2 separate regions of the Sus scrofa genome follow, and region 2 is linked to region 1. Evidence: chromatin contacts called from public Hi-C data. All regions are on one chromosome and are shown on one strand. Each heading gives the region's core, a stretch centred on a gene start, on an enhancer-like site or on the middle of the called end of the contact. The rest is flanking DNA. Distances are from core to core; before and after follow the strand shown. Region 1 holds the start of ING2 (inhibitor of growth protein 2). Region 2 overlaps TRAPPC11 (trafficking protein particle complex subunit 11).

Evidence for each region. Hi-C and Micro-C count contacts between places; a contact is called where the count stands out from the background.
Region 2: a contact with region 1 is called in a Hi-C map of skeletal muscle, with 4 times the contacts expected there. The contact joins the enhancer-like site here to the promoter of ING2 in region 1. A contact is called at or near these places in 2 of 47 Hi-C or Micro-C datasets (skeletal muscle and subcutaneous adipose tissue) and 2 of 2 datasets of contacts at active chromatin or transcription factors (alveolar macrophages and skeletal muscle).

Annotation. Positions count from the first base shown.
Region 1 is chr15:44,915,905-44,919,911 of Sscrofa11.1, forward strand. It overlaps ING2 (inhibitor of growth protein 2), which reads left to right and starts at 1,691. Exons shown (of 2, transcript XM_003133342.5): 1 at 1,691-2,791. The coding sequence starts at 2,620. LOC100621235 (a long non-coding RNA gene) reads right to left here and starts at 1,662. Exons shown (of 5, transcript XR_001301384.2): 1 at 1,577-1,662.
Region 2 is chr15:45,002,172-45,006,178 of Sscrofa11.1, forward strand. All of the region lies in intron 5 of TRAPPC11 (trafficking protein particle complex subunit 11), which reads left to right. Among named protein-coding and RNA genes, the nearest start is that of TRAPPC11, 15 kb to the left of the region's middle. Within about 2 kb of position 2,335, at least 3 of the 83 cell types and tissues checked have an H3K27ac peak or open chromatin away from gene starts, as enhancers often do. A contact at or near this core is called in skeletal muscle, where this site is marked.

The DNA.
Region 1 (4,007 bases), core at 441-2,940:
ACCCAGTCTGCTTTCAAAAGTATGGCAGGAATAAGCCTTTGATTCGTTTTTGTAAATTAATATAGCAAGAAAAGCACTTGTCTGAAATAATTCACACCCACATATATATGACCAGATAAGAGTGTCCTTAGGTTTAGAAAAACACAAGCTCAAAAATCATTATCTGGATTTTTTTTTTTTTTTTGCTTCCTTTCAGCTTGTTCAATAGGATTATGAAAGGTGAAAATAATGCTCTAAAAGTTTTACATTTGCATATTCATCCTCCCTTCATCTCATGCTCTTCTGTTCTTGGAGGGAGTGCTCTAGGTATTCAGAATCACTGCCTTTTCTCACTTCTACTTTCTAACCATGTGTCATATCTGCCTGCAGATCACTATTTAGGCTGAATAAAATCATAGGTGCATTCTATGTCTAATCAGAATCAATAAATAATAAGACATTGTGCATTATTTGGGGCCTTCAAAAAAACCCTAACCGATTTAAATCTATGTGTAAACAAAACTAGTAAGGTTCAGGCAAAAAGTGATAAAATTCAATTTTTCACAGTGACTGTTTTTTGACAAGATCTGGCTGCTTAACCTAAGAGATTTAAAGGAGGACAACAATAAGAAACCTAGATGATTCTCTGAAATACAATACTACACTGCCTGGGTTGAAGTGGTCAAAACCTCAAAGTGTCACAGGAAAATAGCACATGACAATCTTCGAGTCCTGTGTAATATTACTTTGTTCCCAAGACTCAAATTTCCAAGAATGCTTTGTTTCGGCTTTAAAATTTAAAATATCCTGTACCTCAAGGTCTAGATTTCTCTTTGCATGTCAATGGTAACCATACTATTAACAGCTATTTCAAAAGTACTCTAAATAGGTCACCATGCAAGTGCACCACCGCGGCGAACCAAATGGATATAAGGAGAAATCCAAATTTATCACCCACTCACGTTTTCTTTTTAACTCAAATGTGCTACTCACAATAGTGTTTGTTTACTTTGGCACGCCATTAAAATTCTCTTTGTATTAGTTCTCTTTACACCCGTTTCTTCCAAAAACACACGTCATTATACAAACTGAGTCCATCTGAAATTAAAATTAGCTCCTCTGCCTGGCATTTCAGTTTACAAAAGACAGAAATTAAACCCTGTCGACCGATCACCTAGATGAGGACGTGAACCTGATTCCTAATTAGGTTTTTCCTCGCGTCTTCACCACCCCTTGTCCTCGGGCCCCCCAGTGTTTTTCTGTCTTAGAGGAGAAAGATGTTAAGGTGGTGGTGAACCTCAAGCCGCCAGGAAGCCCTAGCCGACGTTTAATGCTTAAACGTTCTGATCCCCCGGGGGGAAACTTTTTTCTTTTTCTTTTTTTAAGGTTACCCGTTGGACAGTTTTCAGGGCAGTCAGCCCACACTAAACTCGATCTCCCAAGAGCGGGAGGGTGGACAAAACCTGCACGGTCGTGGGACGGCGCGGGGGGGCCCCGCGTCTGAGGAAGGGTGGGACCTCGTTGAAGCCAGGAGATTCAAAACACGGATCGACTAAGGGAGAAAGAAACCTCAGGGGGCTGTGGGGGCACCGCCTACCTCCGCGATCAGCCCCGGATGCTCCGGGAGCCTACAGGCCGCGGCGGGAGGAGGACCGAGCCCGAGGGCGGTGCCGAGCGGGCGGGCACACAGCCGCCGCGCATGCTCGGAGCCGCGCCCGCTGCAAGCCGCCGCGTCGACCCGCAAGGCCTCCCTCCAGGGTCGCGGCGGAGAGCCACCGCCCGCTGCTCCTTTTAAGGCTTGCGAGGGGCCGCGCTTGATCCACCTGATGGGGGAAAAGTCGGTAACACCGGGCTGGGGGAGCTGGTCCAAGCTTCCCCCTCCCTGTGGGAAGGACGAAAGGGAGGACTCAGCCGTCAGCCCCCGCAAGTCCCATTCAGACCTTGAGCAAAGAGGTGGACTTGACAGTGCTTCCCCTTTAAGAGGGGGCGGTGCGCAGCCTGCCGTTTGGCTGCCCTTCGCACCCTCCCCCCGCCCCGGGCCGAGAGTTTACAGACCAATCACCCGGGTGGCGGAGGGAAGGCGGGAGAATGCGAACCTTTCGGTAGGGCGGTAGGGGCGGGCCCCCGGCCTTATTAGGAGGGAGGCCTGCGCAGGCGCAGACGCGTCCGCAGCCGGAGGGGCGGGGGCAATCCAGTGAGAGACTCTCCGACAGGCACCGAGGGTGATTGGGAGGAAAGGGGCAGCGAAAGGCTTGTCATGGGGTTCCGAGCTGCGAAGCGGCATCGGTAGCATCTGGGGATTTTGAGGGGGACAGGAAGTGTCAACGCCCGGGACCCCGGCGCCAGCTCCGCTGGGGGGATCCCCGCTGCTCTAGTCCTGGGGAGGGAGGGGAAAAAGGAGGGAGCCCAGATCTCGCCCCGCCCCTGGGCTTGTTACCGCGGGGGCGGGGAGTGAGGGCTTCTTTTTGGGGGGAGTGGAGATCGGGGGACTCGGCTGTGCCCTCCTGAGCGGCTGCGGGTGTCCCCGCGGCGCCGGGCTGCGGAGCAGAGGAGCCGCGGCGGCCGTGGCTGTTGCATGAGTGGCTGCTGGATGCGGAGGCGGCGGCGGCGGCGGCGGCGAGGAGCAGCAGCGGCGGCAGGATGTTAGGGCAGCAGCAGCAGCAACTCTACTCGTCGGCCGCACTCCTGACCGGGGAGCGGAGCCGGCTTCTCACCTGCTACGTGCAGGACTACCTCGAGTGTGTGGAGTCGCTGCCCCACGACATGCAGAGGAACGTGTCCGTGCTGCGAGAGTTGGACAACAAATATCAAGGTAGGGGCCGCGGGACTGCCTGTGCGGGTCCTCCCCCAACTCATCCGCTGGCCGCCGGGCACGGTCCCTCGGAGCCTGCCTGGGGAAGTGCCGCTTTCCATTTCTCCTGTGACAGTCTCCCCGAGTGTACAGAGGGGTCTGGTGTGTGGGACGGGAGAACGGGACTGGAGACGGGGTTCGCGGCCCTCCCTTCCCCCTGCGGTCGGCGAGGACTTCTCTTGGAGTCTCAAGGGTGGAGGTGGGGGCGGCTCGACAGCCCCCGCTGCAGACCCGGAGGCTGCAGCTGGTGTGGAGGGGAATCAGCCATTTTAAGCAGCAAGCATTTGTTCCGGCGCTCCCCTGCCCGGTGCCGCAGACCCTCCTGCCCCGGCCGGGGAGTGTACGGCCAGGCGGGGCTGTGGGGAGTGAGCGGCCGGCCGCGGCCGGACTCCCGCTGGTCTCCTGGGCCTGGCTTTCCCCACCCCCCAGGTGGGCCCCCACTCCTTGAGAGCAGATGCATTGGAACGTGCGAGGGGGAGGGGGCTAGAGGGCTGCGAAGGCGGCCTCCGGGGAGGTCCCTCCGTCGGCTCTCAGGCTCCGGACTCGGGAATAGTAGTCTCCTCTCCCGCCCCAGGGAAAGTTCCGGGCCGTAGCCTTTCCCAACTTGTTCAGCCAAATGGTTAAAGGGCTAGGGGGGTCCCTGCGGGGAAGGAAGAGGGTGTGTGTGTGTGTGTGTGTGCGCGCGCGCGCGTGTGTGTGTGTGTGTGTGTGTGGCGGGGAGGGCCCCCACTTGGGGGCGGGGCCTGAGGCCGTGACGTAGGACATGGGAGGGGCGAGGACACGCGCGCTCCCGCCGGTCTCGGGAATGGCCAGTGTCGGGGATGGCTGGTCTCGCACAGAGTTGGGCGAAGCTAGCTGGTTGGAAACGGGTGGGAGCTGTGCGGGAAGTTAGCTCGTTCTCAGGAGATTCAGTGTTGGGATCTGGGACTGTTTGTTGTGATTTTTTTTTTTTACTTTTTCCGAACCACTCAATCACGACAAAGACACTGTCAGATGCTGGGATCGTCCCTGACCCTGGCACCGCGTAGGTTCCGGGCCTTGCGTCACTTCCGGGCCCTTGGAGGATGTGGGTTGGTTGACTGGGCAACCGCCTGGCGTCCCTTAAACCCTGAGTCCCTCCTCTTGCCAAGTTTAAGTGATTGAGGCACTAGTCACCCTTTGTGGTCCGATCCAGGAG
Region 2 (4,007 bases), core at 1,085-3,584, 87 kb after region 1:
AAGTGTATGAGCTACAAAGATGTCAGCGATTTGGTTGAATTCTTTTTGGAAGTGTTGAAGTGCTAGAATGGTTTTAAAACTTTTGTAATGTGTTGAGTGATTGTGAGACTCTTGTACTTCAGAGGTTCACTGATAACTGCAAGGCAAAATACTTCAAACAGTGTCAAACTTGACATGAGTTAAGCAATTTTCTTTTATAAAAAGGCAAGTGTTGAACATTCTCAGAACTTTCCTCTTGGGATATTAGGCTGTCAATGTCATGCTAACCAGCAGATTTTTTTTTTTTTAATCATTCTTTGCCTTTCAAAATAAAGGTGACATTTTAATAACAAGTAAGAAAGTGATTGCTTTTTAGGGGAAAGTTGTGCTATAGAGAATGTGCTGAAAATGAAGTATTTCATCATTATGTGGGTTTTTTTTTTCCCTGAGACTGATTTAAATATGTGGTCCCTATAAGTATTTGCTGTCATCATTATCATCAATTACACTCTTGGATACATTGGAAACAATTTTCTAACTAGCTTAAAACTATTTCAGACAAAGTTTAAATGGGTCTGAACTCGTTAAAAAGATGAAATAGCATACACACATGTACACAGATCCATACAGTTGGATTTGGGATCTCTGATCTGTTTGCCTTTCCATGAGGTAGGAATTGGGACTGCTGTGGGCAGTGATGGGTGGAATGGTATTGAAGCAGGACGTGACTCTCCCCCATACTCCCTCCCCGCTAAAGGGCGAAAGAGGGAGGGATGATACATTTGCTTCTGCTCCACTTTATCCTCAGTATGTTCAGCTTTTAGCCCACGACCTAACTTCAGTAGTAACTTCCTTGTAAGTATTCAGGAGTTCCTTCCTCTGTCCCCCAGAGTTGTGGGGATATTTTTGCCTATTACGTGGTTGGCAAAATTCAGGAAAGCATCTTTTCTTTTGGACTTAAATCTGCATCTATAGGTTTTTTTTTTTCCCCTTGTCTTTTAGGGCCGCACCTGCAGCACGTGGAGGTTCCCAGGCTAGGGGTCGAATCGGAGCTGTTGCTGCCAGCTTACGCCAGAGCCACAGCAACGCTAGATCCAAGCCGCCTCTGACCTACACCACAGCTCACAGCAACACCATGTCCTTAACCCACTGAGCAAGGCCAGGGATCAAACCCGAAACCTCATGGTTCCTAGTTGGATTCATTTTCATCTGAGCCACGACGGGAACTCCTGCATCTGTAGTTTGGAAGCTTGAATGTCCTTCACATGGAAACTGATAGCTCTGTTTCTTGAGTGTTAGTTAGTGAGAGCTTTTCAGAGTTCAGCTGTAGTGGCTAAGGTGTGTTTGTATCCTCTAAAAACTGTGCCTAATTGATGTGCTAGGGCAGTGGCAGCAGATTATGGTACCTTTGTACTAATTTGGCTGAGATGAATACCACGTATCTCTGATAAGTCACTAGAGTAGGGAACTGCTTGTAATCAAAAATTTTTTCTACTTTTTTGCCCCAGCTGTGCCCAGGCCAGGGATCAAACATGTGCCACAGCTGCGACCAGAGCCATAGCAGTGACAATGCCAGATCCTTAACCTGCTGAGCCACCAGGGAGTTCCCTGTAATCAAAATTTTAATCTAAGATATCTGGTAGAGGAGTTCCTGTTGTGGCTCAGCGGTTAATGAATCTGACTAGCATCCATGGGGACGCAGGTCTGATCCCTGGCCTTGCTCAGTGGGTTAAGGATCTAGCATTGCCGTGAACTGTGGTACAGGTGGCAAATGCGGCTCGGATCTTGCGTTGCTGTGGCTGTGGCCAGCAGCCATAGCTCCAATTCGACCCCTAGCCTGGGAACCTCCATGTGCTGCAGGTGAGGCCCTAAAAAAAAAGCCAAAAAAAAAGATACCTGGTAGAATCAGTTCTCTTTTGAGGCAGGTCAGATAATAAATTAAAAATGCAAGTGTCTGTATGCATTTTATACATGTGTATATGTATATATCCACGTGTGCTTGTGTGGTGAGTGTGGGAATATCTTGTCTGGTTCTGAACAAGTTGAGTAGGTTCCTCCCTTCATGGAGGAACTAAATTTAGTTGGTGAGAGTGAAAACACCCATGCTAAATACCAGAAAGCATTGCACCGTGAAATCATGATCGAGCTTGTCAGTCCTCTAGGGTTTCAGGGAACACATGGATAGATGTGGTCCAGGAAGGTCCACAGCTATGCTGTGAAGGTGTAGGTTAGTGGGAGGGAAGTTGTGGCTATTTGGAGGCAGAGGAATGTCATGGAAAAGCCTGGATACTTAACACTCAGCTAGTTTAAGTCACTGAATGGGAAGACTGAACTAGTTGGATTTCTGGTTGTACAGCTCAAACTCAAGGTCTGCTTCCTCAGAAAAGCATTCTTAATTTTTTGCTGGTGCCTCAGCAGTATAATCTTGGGATATCCATTAAAAGAATGGCCTTTTTACTAACCTTCTCATTTCTTGATTAGATTGTCATTCCTTTTTGTTTTTTGAGCAGGTCGTGTGTGTGTGTAGATTAAAAAAAAAAACAACTTAAAAACTGCTACCCTCAAATAGAATGGAAGTGTTTGATTTAAGTTATAAAGTCTTAGAGCACTTAGCCTATATTCAGAGATATCTCTGTAACAACCCTCTTATGTAAAGGGAGGGAGGGATTTTATTTTGTGTTAAGTTTAAAGAAAATAATAGGATTTATCAGGCCTGTTGTGCTCAGTTCTATGTATTAACTGTTCAACAAGTGTTTTATCACCAAATACACATCCAACTTGAAAACCAAAACCAAATTTGTCTTTCATCTTTAGTGACATAATCTAGATTTCTCCATTAAGAAGAATTTTTTGTTTTTGTGTATTAGTCATTCGGAATAACTTATAGACATATTTCTGACTATCAAAAGGTTAGACTTTCTGTTTCCTATTAGTAGAACTCTCCAGTTCGGCTTAATCTTTCAAAAATTATGTGATTCAAAGTTAGAATTTGATTTTAATTATTTTCATATTTTAACATTTAAAAAAATGTAGTTTTAAAAATAAAAAATCTTAACCTAGGAAGTATATTGAATTTTAAAGTTTTGACTAATCCATTTTTTTTTCCCTTACATATTTTCCTTAGATGTGTCTAAACCCTTTGAATACAGCTTCGAAATTCTATTTTATTCTAAGGAGGAAGAGCCTTGACGTTCAGTCTTTTTTTTTTTAATTTAAGTCCAGTGTTTATCTGACTTTGAATTCAGCTTTCTTTCATGCCCTTGGGGAGTTACTTCTATTATGTAGTTCTTTTTACAAATGGGACTTTGAGATGTTTATCCATCTCTGGTCATATTTTCTAGGTTTCTCTGTAATTTCATAGTTTTCGAATGAAGCAGCATTTAATTTATATATATATATATTTTTTTTGGTCTTTTTAGGACTTTGCCTGTGGCATATGGAGGTTCCTAGGCCCAGAGTTGAATGGGAGCTGTAGCTGCTGGCCTGTACCACAGCCACAGCAATGCCAGATCCAAGCTGTATCTGTGGCCTACACCACAGCTCATAGCGATGCTGGATCCTTAACGCACTGATCGAGGCCAGGGATTGAACCTGCATCCTCATGGATACTAGTCAGATTCATTACCACTGAGCCAGGATGGGAACTCCAGTTTATACAAATATTATTTTTCACTTCCTTTGCCAGTTCTTATTTTTTGTCCTTTTCCCATTATAATAATGGGAAAAAAGTTTTCTTATTCTTTAGACCCTAAATATTAAAGTCACAAAAAATGGTCAGATTTAATTGAGTATTAGATATCTGTGTCTTTCATGCTTTTTATGAAGTTATAAAATTATTAAATAATAAGGGTGGGAGATTACCTTATTTATTTATTTATTTATTTGCCTTTTAGGGCTGTACCCAAGGCATATGGAGGTTCCCAGGCTAGGGGTCTAATCGGAGCTACAGCTGCCAGCCTACGCCACAGCCACAGCAACGCCAGATCCGAGCCTTGTCTGTGACCTACACCACAGCTCACAGCAACGTC